Linked DNA regions of Mus musculus: all the other regions are linked to region 3. Evidence: chromatin contacts called from public HiChIP or PLAC-seq and promoter capture Hi-C data. All regions are on one chromosome and are shown on one strand. The core of a region is the stretch at or near the end of the contact, and the rest is flanking DNA. Distances in the headings are between cores, read along the strand shown.

What was found. Promoter capture Hi-C pulls out the DNA fragments that hold promoters and counts their contacts. HiChIP or PLAC-seq counts read pairs in DNA pulled down with a chosen protein or histone mark.
Region 1: a promoter capture Hi-C map of the SN4741 cell line shows a contact between it and region 3, with 4 times the contacts expected there. The contact joins the enhancer-like site here to the promoter of Setd7 in region 3. A contact is called at or near these places in 8 of 39 promoter capture datasets (the 3T3-L1 cell line, 3T3-L1-derived adipocytes, the SN4741 cell line and 4 more), 1 of 484 Hi-C or Micro-C datasets (bone marrow-derived macrophages), 8 of 115 datasets of contacts at active chromatin or transcription factors (bone marrow-derived macrophages, embryonic basal ganglia, embryonic forebrain and 4 more) and 1 of 9 other capture datasets (liver).
Region 2: an H3K27ac HiChIP or PLAC-seq map of regulatory T cell precursor shows a contact between it and region 3, with 7 times the contacts expected there. The contact joins the enhancer-like site here to the promoter of Setd7 in region 3. A contact is called at or near these places in 2 of 39 promoter capture datasets (hippocampal neurons and liver), 3 of 115 datasets of contacts at active chromatin or transcription factors (double positive thymocytes, regulatory T cell precursor and stem cell-derived neural progenitor cells) and 1 of 9 other capture datasets (liver).

What each region holds. Positions count from the first base shown.
Region 1 is chr3:52,157,709-52,161,165 of GRCm38.p6, forward strand. No RefSeq gene overlaps it. Among named protein-coding and RNA genes, the nearest start is that of Gm30074, 21 kb to the right of the region's middle. Within about 2 kb of position 1,378, at least 18 of the 459 cell types and tissues checked have an H3K27ac peak or open chromatin away from gene starts, as enhancers often do. A contact at or near this core is called in the SN4741 cell line, where this site is marked.
Region 2 is chr3:52,553,499-52,556,584 of GRCm38.p6, forward strand. No RefSeq gene overlaps it. Among named protein-coding and RNA genes, the nearest start is that of Gm40047, 25 kb to the right of the region's middle. Within about 2 kb of position 1,718, at least 115 of the 459 cell types and tissues checked have an H3K27ac peak or open chromatin away from gene starts, as enhancers often do. A contact at or near this core is called in regulatory T cell precursor, where this site is marked.
Region 3 is chr3:51,559,404-51,562,521 of GRCm38.p6, forward strand. Setd7 (SET domain containing (lysine methyltransferase) 7) reads right to left here and starts at 1,420. Exons shown (of 8, transcript NM_080793.5): 1 at 1,115-1,420. The coding sequence starts at 1,154. It overlaps 5031434O11Rik (RIKEN cDNA 5031434O11 gene), which reads left to right and starts at 582. Exons shown (of 5, transcript NR_160686.1): 1 at 582-805; 2 at 1,346-1,486.

The sequences.
Region 1 (3,457 bases), core at 128-2,627, 600 kb after region 3:
GAGTAAGCCATCAGTTTGTGCCAACTAAGGCTCTCTGTGAAGAATATTGAGTCCAACTACAGAAGAGACCTCATGTTAGGGATGGCAAACAGCTGACTATTCCAGAATAGGGAAGTTCCGGTGTCACCAACTAGCCAGCTATTGCCACTGATAAAATGTGCCATATTAGGGATCGGCATATGCTTTGTCATTGACAAATTGCATGACCAAAGCTAGGCTAATTTTGAGAAGCAGCGTGAGGTTCTTTGGGCCCCTCATACCTGATATGATTCCCTGGTAGTATTTCCAGACAAATGTATTGGTCAGTGACTTTATTATATAACCAGGTCTCTCAGCCTCTGTCCTCTACCATCGCCACGAAAAAATTGTGAGAATTTGCCCTTTCCTTAACATTACCTGGCACTTTCTCTAGGCTCCTACGACCGATTCTGTGCCCTGAGGCCCTTGCTAGAGCACTGAATAGGAAGAAAAGTCTCATAAGGTAAGAAATTCTTGTTTATCCTGTCCTCCACTTAATTTGATTGGTCAATCTCTTTCACCATCTAATCCTGGGGATCTCTCCTAGCATCTGCTGGTAGTTAGTTTAGAGCTAACTTTTGGACTTGATAGATGTTCAGTGTATCATATCTGCCTTCCTTTTTTTCAAGACAATATATATCATTCAGATTTTGTTAACAGGCATCATTAGTTTTGAGCCTGGCAACCAGAGTGTGGAGGTGGGGTCGGTCTGATAGGGATGTTTGTGGCTCTTGGGAAGAAGGCTTCATGGGGAAAGAGCTGGCCACCAGTAGATATGTGGATGTTCTATGGTTGCATTATAAATTGTCTCAGGCTTGGCTTTAAATTGTACCCATTCATGATCTCAGCCTCTGTGGGCCAGGAGTAAGGGCACAGTGTAGCTGGATCCTCTCCTGAGAGCCTCAGAAAGCTGTAATTTGCATGTCACCCAACTACATTCCTTCCTGGAGCTTGAAATCTTCCAGACCTGTATGACGGCTGATGAATTCAGTTCCTTGAGGCTATAGGACTAAGGTCCCTATACTTTGGTTGGCTGTTGTTCAGGGGTTGTTCTCAGCCCCCAGAGGCTCCTCGGTCCCCTCCACATGGACTTCCCCCAGACCCACTTCCAGCTTAGCAGCTGCCTTCCTCAGGGCCAACTGGGGAGCTTTCTGACCTCAGGGAGCAGCTGGACTGGTCTCTGGAAGATTTTCGGTTAATGAAGTCAGGCCTAGGCAAGATAATCTTCCTGTTGATTAACTCAGAGTCAACTGGTTTGGGAAGTTAATTATATCTGCAACATCCCTTCACCTTGCCTGTGTTCTATTGGCTAGAAGCAAGTCACAAGTTCTGGCTGCCCTCAAGAGAGGGTGTCTACCAGAGCATGATTCAGCAGGGTCACCACTGGGTGTGTCTACACCCTGGGGATGGGCAGACTCCTACAGGAGCATAGTAAATCCAGGGACCAGCTGGGCCACCAGTCTGTTAGACACCCTGCCGCTGATTCACACAGTGCACTTTCATGGCCACCACATGGCATCCTCCACTCCATAATTCACGGACTACCTCCTTTGGTGTCTGTCTACCCAATTGGAATACAAGTTCAGAGGAGGCACCGAAAATATCTGTCTTGGTCGTGTTCTACTGTTAGGCACAATGCTTTTTGTATGACCTGGATGCTCAAACTATTCCAATGAATGAATGGATGTGTGAGTGAATTAATAAATGGCTATAGTAACGCCAGTCATCTAAGACTCTGTCCCCTGACCCAGATCTAAGGGTGGCCTACTAAATGAAGCTAATCCGAAAAGTGAATCTCTCCTCTCTCTCTTCTCTCCTCTCTCTCTCTCTCTCTGTCTGTCTCTCTCTCTCTCTCTCTCTCTCTCTCTCTCTCTCTCTCTCTCATCATTTTGATTAGAAACCCACAGACAGTTGGGCCAGCTAGTTACGCTCTGGGTGGTAGCCGAGCTTGAATTACCACGTTCTCCAGAATCTTCTCTGCCATGTGGGCCGACAGACTGAGCACACCAGTCTGCAGCGTGAGGAAAATGTTCCAGGTGTGCCAAGGAAAGGAGAGCTGGCAGATGGAGCAGGTACACACTTCAAGGTCTACACACACATTTATTTCTCCTTGGACCTCATCCATAATTCTCAAGAGGCTCCATGGGGTCATGTCTCTGGATGTCTCTCTTGAGCTCAGAGTAGTTTTAGCTGGATCTGTGTGTATCCTACTTTGCTTATTCGGGGGTGCTAGAACACCGGCAAAGAGCAGCCGTCTGAGCTTAGTTACAGTAAAAGAGGGAAGCTAGTGTGGCAGTGGGCTTCATGGAGTGAGAGGAGAGAGATCGTGAGGCCGTAAGGACAGAGGTTAGGAAAGAAATAAGCAGATTCCAAACCAGAAAGGAAGCAGCAGACTGGCTCTGTCCACAGATGACCTGAGCGAACACGGCTCCTCCTGGAGGCCTTCCCAAGTGTGAACCTGTCCAAGGTAAAGTTAAAACTGTAGGATAGCAAATCGATGTGTGAAATTAGTTACACTTCTAGAGACAAGCGATTAGCTATCTAAAGAGGAAATTAGGAAAAAAATCCTATCATCATTATCATCATCAGTAAATGGGAGACGGAAGTAAAGGGTTCTAGGCAGTTTTGGGGGCTGAAAGCATTAAGATTATTCCAAATCTCGTGGCTCAGCCTGTCTTGTCCTTCCCTGTGAAATGATGATATAGTCTTAGGAAGAATCCAGTGCTGTTTTCCTTCCTGAAGACTCCTAGACACTCCTAAAGCAGAGACAGGATGCCAAGGGTCATGTTGCTCACCTTTTAACTTACTAAGTATTACGAAGGGAAAATGAGAAGATCTTCTAAAGAGAGGATGCTCCAGCCACCGCTGAACACAGCAGACAAGCAGGGGTCTCTGTTGCAGAGGGCAGGAGCAGAAGGAGAGGTCCATGAGGGACTGGTGGGCGAGCAGATGTCATAACTATAGGTGAAACAGAGAGCTGACCAGTGAGCTCCAGGGCTTAGGAGGGACACAAGGAAGGGGAGGGGAGAGAGAGACTTTAATTCTCTCAGGTGAGAAAGAGGTGGAGAAACATGTATTTAGTTAAACCTTGGTTGATCCAGCAGATATTCATGAACTGGTGATAGATAGGGACTCTTTAGGGATTGAGAGCCCAGTGATGAACAAGACAAGGTGTCCTTCCTTCATCCAGCTAATGCTCTCCCTTCTTACTTTCACTCCCGCACCCACCACTCTTTCCTTTCTTTCTGTGAAGGTTAGCTTTAGCTGTCAACTTGATACAACCTAGGATCACCTGAGAGGAAAGCAGCAATAAGGGGCTGTTTATACTGACTTGATTTGTGGACATAGCGGTGAAGAACTGACCAAAGCTAAGACCCAGGCCACCGTATATGGCACAGATTCATGTGTGTGTGTGTGTGTGTGTGTGTGTATCTGGAAC
Region 2 (3,086 bases), core at 468-2,967, 990 kb after region 3:
CAGCACCATGTCTGCCTGCACACTGCCATGCTTCCCACCATGATGATAATGGACTAAACCTATGAAACTGTAAGCCAGCTTCAATTAAATGTTTGACATTATAAGAGTTGCCTTGGTCATGGTGTCTCCTCACAGCAATAAAACCCTAACTAAGAGAGTAGGTAGCTGTAAGCCACAAAGGGAGGCCTTGGGACACACTGACTCTGCATATAGCTTGGTCTCCAGATTCCACAACTGTGAGATGAGATCCTTTAAGGCAGTCTGTCCATGGCAAGTGAGGAGGATTAAGCTAGAAATGAAGCTATGTGTGGAGGATAAAGGATAGGGTAAAGTTTCTGTGCTGAAGAGTAGAAACTCCTGCAGTGGACAGACATGGTTGAGTTGAAAGCAGGGCTTTAGGATGCATGTGGTATCTCTTGATGCTAACTGCTCAGTTTTTGACTTATGTCATTGAAGAGCATCCTGAGACTAGGTTAAATAAATTATGCTGCCATTCCCATCCCTCCATCCATTCATCCCTCCCTCCATCCCTCAATCTCTCCCTCCAGGTATCCCTCCCTCCCTCAATCCATTCCTTTTCTACATGCCCAATATTTATTGAATATCTTCATTGACTGGGATTAGGACTGATTATACTAATTAGTGGGAGTTTAAGCTTCAAATCTCAAGGATACAGAGAAAAGAAACATTGCAATAGCAAGAGAGGTGTGGAAATGTACCCAGATCTGATAGTAAGCAAAGGGACCCCCACTTCCTGGAAGTGATGTCTACATGAAGATCTGAAGATGAGCAGAGGGAAAAGGAGAAGGATTCAGTTCACTAGAGGAGGGGATAATGGCAGTGCAGTTGCTCAACGTAAGAGTCAGATCAGAAAGGCTGCGTTACTTGGAGACATGAAGCAGAAGGCAGTATGGCTGAGTCTGAGGGAGCCATGTCCTAGATGTGAGGGTGGGCTAATGGTAGACAGTATATGATGGGCTGTTACTGGTTGGGAGGTAAAGATTTGGCAATCACTGGAATAGCACATTTACTCAATGGGCAGATCTGCAGGGATCCTCAAAACTGGTTAAGGAAAGCCAGCAGTGAGCCAGAAGATATAGCAATGAAGCTGCCAAAGGAATGTAAAGATCCAAGAGCAAGGGCATCACTGCCAGTGGAAATGGGGCTGAAAAACAAAAGCATAATGGAAAAAGTGCCTACTCAGCAACTTTGGCAAGGTCATTGACCTCCCTGAAATCAGAGGCTTCCTGGTAGTCCAAGTGTAGGAGAGGCATGATAGTAAGATAGACCTTGACCTAGAACTGAAGACGTTTTGTATGGGAGCCCATTTGAAGATGGAAGCAAAGACAGCCTATTTAAATTTGGTAAACTGGGGGGCCAAGGCATTCCATTATGGGTGGGTTGGTTAGGGTTCTAATGAGAGTGATGGAATGTGTGGCCCACTCAGATGTGATGTGGTGGCAGCGGTTGCCCTTTAGACTAGACTGTGAGAGTAGAATCCTGCCTCTTCCACTTTCTGGCTGTGACCTTCAGCAAGTATTGAACCTCCTCTCTAAGCCTTGGTGTCTTCCTCTGCAGGACATTTCCCCTACACGACATACCCCTGTCCATCTTTGTTTTCTTGATTATATTCACCACATGGAAAGCCTACTGCATAGACCAGCAGCAGGGCACATCTACAGGAAACCCAGCTCGTCTGGGGTGTGACTCAGGAAACCACAGCTATGTGTCTCCGGGAAAGCCCAGCCTCCCTTTCTCTGAAGGCAGAGCTGTGGTTTGGGGACAGTCAGCTGAGCTGCAGGAACATTGCACTCAACGTCTGAGATTCTTCAGTTGTGAGCACCACTACGGTATCTGATGTGCTGTGAAGAGTGTGGAGGAAGAGCCAGGCAGTGGTGCCGCATGCCTTTAATCCCAGCACTTGGGAGGCAGAGGCAGGCAAGGCCAGCCTGGACTACAGAGTGAGCTCCAGGATAGCCAGGGCTACAAACCCTCTTTTAAACCCTGCTCCCCAAAAAAGAGTGTGGAGGGAAGAAAAGCAATTCCTCACTTTCCAAAGCAGATACCATCTTCTTTCCTTTGCTACCTACCTCTCTCCAGTGGGCGTGGCTGTGTTCCAGTGCACTTTTTCCTCATTAGAATTTGTTAAGCTAAATTTGGACCAAGGTGAGCCTTGAAGCAGGGATCTGAGTCATAACTGAAATGGGAATCTAGCTGAAAACTTCATGTAAAACTAATCACTAGCTGAACCTCGACCACGTACAAAATGGCAACTCTGTCAGTTGCAGGTGGCTTACTCTTCAAACTTTGTTCCAATATGGCAAATGTCAGGCTATAACTGGCCACAGTGAGGGCAGACAGGTAATAAACCTATTGAACAAATAAGAGAGTTAAACCTCTGTAGAAAACATTTTTTTCTCAATAGATTTGTATAAAATTCAACTTCATAGAATAATGTATCTTTCAGTATACTTTTAAGCCAATAGCTATACATGAGAAATGTATGTTTTTGATTGAAAATCTCAATACAATATTTAAACAAAAAGACAGAAATAATCTTGAATTACATTTATATACAATAATATGATGTTTGAGTTGGGCAGAATTCTGAAAAGAAAGTTCCACTCGCACATGGACTGTGTGCCCTGCTTGGTGTTAGGCTAAGAGAAGAGCCACACACAACAGACGTGTCCTTGTGGGAGATTAGGAAGCCATGCTGGAGGCATCTTACATTCTAACATCACAGATATTATTTATATACAAATATGCAGGCCACTCATTGTAATGTTCCTTTTTAGAAGGTTGACCAGAAGGATTGGATTGATGTTGAACTACATTCTAACTTTTTCCCAGACTCAAAGCAATCAGGCTCTTGTTTATGGAGATTTTTATGCAGATGGATTGCTTTTAACATCTGTCCCTGATGGTAAGAATGCCAGAAGGTGAGAAGAGCTACAGAACTCTGGACTGTCCTTGAATGTCACGCTCACAGAGCCTGAAGAGACTCTGGTCTCCACCTCTTTATCCCAAGGATGGCACATTCCTTTTGTAGGGGAGATTAGCATGAAAAGGCTGCTCCAGCCAGA
Region 3 (3,118 bases), core at 170-2,669:
ACCACCGACTTAAAATTAGTCAGTTGCTGTGTTTAACAAATTCTGGAACAACACTACGCAATCTTGCAAAAACATCACGGGAACACTATCTGGGATAGAATAAGATAAATAATAAATACGCTTAAGAGTGTTTTCCAGTGTTCGTTGTTACAAAATCATAACCTCTCAAGCCACAAACAACGAGATTGTATAACGTCGCCACGGACGTTTTATAAGTAGGGGGGCAAAAAAGAAAAAAAAAAAAAAAAAAGAGGCGGAGAAACTCAGCAAAACACGGTGGCGACGGGAGTCGGGGGAGGGGTGCGCAAGAGGGGGCGGAGAAACCTGACACCCAGGCGGTGATATCACCGGCAGCCGACAGCTCGGAATTCAGAAAGTTAAGTGTCACCCAGCAATTTGGGTCCCGGCTGGAGCGTCCGCACGGCGCGCCTGCACCTCGCTGGGAAGCCGGGAGGGGGAAGGGCGGGTGGCTGAGTTCGCCCAGGGGCAGGGTAGCCTGGTGGGGAGCGGCGTGCTCTACCTAGCCATGATTTCATCTTTTTTTTTTTTTTTTTTTTTTTTTTTTTTTTTACCCCGGAGGAGCGGCCAGGGCCGCCATGTGCCTGGTGTGCGGCCGGGTGCGTTGCGATGGGAGACCCACCTAGACCCGGCCCTGGTGGCCATGGGACGCAGCGACTCAGTCAGGAAAAGGGCAGGCGGTCGGAGAGGGGAAGTCGAGGTGGCTGAAACAACGCTGCCCCGCGGAGATCGCGGGCCTCAAGGGACTGCCCTCCCATCCTCCATCCCCGCAAGGACTAAGGCCAAGGTGCTAGGCAGCGTCGCAACTCCCAGGGAGGATGCTGCCGAGGCCAGGCGGGATGCAGGGGCCCAGCTTTCCCAGGGCGGCGGACCCCGCGGGGCCCCATTCCCCGCCCCTGCCCCGCCGCGCCCCGCACGCTCCCGGCGGCGTGGCGTAGGCAGTGCAGCCCCCGCCTGAGCCGAGCGACCCGCCATCCGCTTAGGGACCGCGGCGGCCTTCGGCTCGGCCCGGCGCGCGTCGCAGACCGCCACTCTTTTGGCGCTTTCCGCCCCAGGCGCCTGTCCCCACCCCAGAGTCCTGGAGAAAAGCTTGTACCTTCCACGGCTTCCTCCACCACCTCATCGTCGCTATCCATGGCGGCTGAGACCCTACCCAGCCCGGGGCCGTGCGGCCGGCTCCCGTCCCTCTGGGTGCTCCTGGTGGCTGAGCGAGCGCTGGAGCTAAGCCCTGCGAGTTTGGAGGAGGGGGAGGAGGGGGAGGAAGAGGAGGAGCAGTCGGGGCGGCTCGCGCTGCCTCCCCCTACAGTCCTTTCAATTCCTCCGCCAGCCGCGGCAGCCGCAGCCGCCGCCCCCTCTCCTCTCGTCCCCGGTCCCGGAGGCTCTGGGGTGCTGCCGCCACTGCAACTTTCTCCTGTGATACCCCCTCTTTGTTATGGAGCAGCTGATCCGCTGACATCACCCGGCGCCGGTGCGCTCCCTCCCTCGTTGATTGACAGTTCCCTGTCCTTTCCCAGAAGTGAGGATCCTTAGAACCCAAGGTGCTCCGGAGCTGCGCCGCCTCTTAAGACCAGGCAGTGGGCAGACCAGGCGGCGTTTACCTTTTGGCTTGGTTCACTGTTCGCCAGCCACGCGGTCCAGGTCGCCGCCGGCTGTTCGCTAGCGCCGGGGGCCTCGAGGGTACCCGCCTGGGGTGGGTGAGGGGCTCAGAGCACCTGATACCCCACGATGTGCCACCAGGGACTTGGAAGTGCGTCATGCTGGGTGTTCCTACCACTATCTCACTCCTGGACAGCTGGAGCGCACTCGGAACTAAGGAAGCCTTTGGTTCCTGAGCTTCTACTTCCTCTTGCCCTCGAGCCCCACTTCACTCGGCTCGCTACTGCCCAGAGTTGCAAAGTGCGGCGGGCCCAGGAGCGCAGGTGCCCCGTCCCCCTTCCACTGCCCAGCGCTGCCTCCACAAGCCAGTTCCCTCGACTCCAGGGGGCGTCCTGCGTCCTGGATTCCTCCCGACTGAACGTCCTACCCAGGAGTCCCCAGTCTCCATCTTCTTTCGCATCTCCAGGCCCCTAGAGAGATCCAGGAATTCAGCAAACCCAAATGGCAGCAGGCTGGTAATCAGGCCGCACCCGAGCTTTGGCCGATTCCTTCTCCTTGTCTTGAAGATGGAGCCACCAAGCGGAGAGCCGGAGCCAGGACCCTGTGTCTAGCGCTCCTCCTTCTCTCGCCTCCGGTCCTGTATTTGTGATGTCCCTAGATGTTTCTTTAGTTTCTCCAAGTGCCAACCACTTCACAGACTCAGGCATCTTTGAGGGAAGAAAACTCCCTTCCCAGCCCAGCCACTTAAAGAGTGTCATTATGTCCTCTTACAGGTGGCAGCAAAGGATCTCTTTAAATAGCGGGTTAAATGCATGCGCATGTACCCAATGTACTGTGGAATTACCCGGTGCTGGTCTGGCCTTCTGCCAAGAACAGTCATCGTGGCGGGTGGGAAGGATGGGGCAGGAACCAAAGAAAGTTGTTCCTTTTCGTTTTCTGAACAATAAATGAGGCAGGATTTCAAGTCACTTCCAAAGCCTGAGAGAGTCCCCCCCCTCCTTAATTTCTTAAATGCCTTTTTTTTTTCATTTTCTTTTTCTTTTTTATTTAAGGCAGGATCTCCTGTAGCCCGGTCTCTCACCTCTAACTCACTGTATACAGGAAGACGATTTTGAGCTAATCATCCCGCCTCTATCTTCACAGCCCCGTAATTACAAACCTTGGCAGCATGCTGAATTTATAGTACTGGAGATACAATCCAGACTTTTCCATGCTAGAAAAGCAAGCTCTCCACCAAATGAGCTGCACCCCCACTGGCTGATATATGTCAGCCAGAAAAAAAAAAAAAGTAAAAGAAACAGGGCATGGTGGTATTAATCGCTGCACTAGGGAGGCAGAGGCAGGTAGATCTCCGAGTTCAAGGCCAGCCTGTTTGGTGTATAGAGTGAGTTCCTGGTCAGCCAGGGCTACATAGAGAAATACTGTCTCAAAGGGAAAACCACTTAAGAGAAAAATTATGGAGACACTAACCCCAAATACCATCAGAAATGTTAGCTCCATTCTG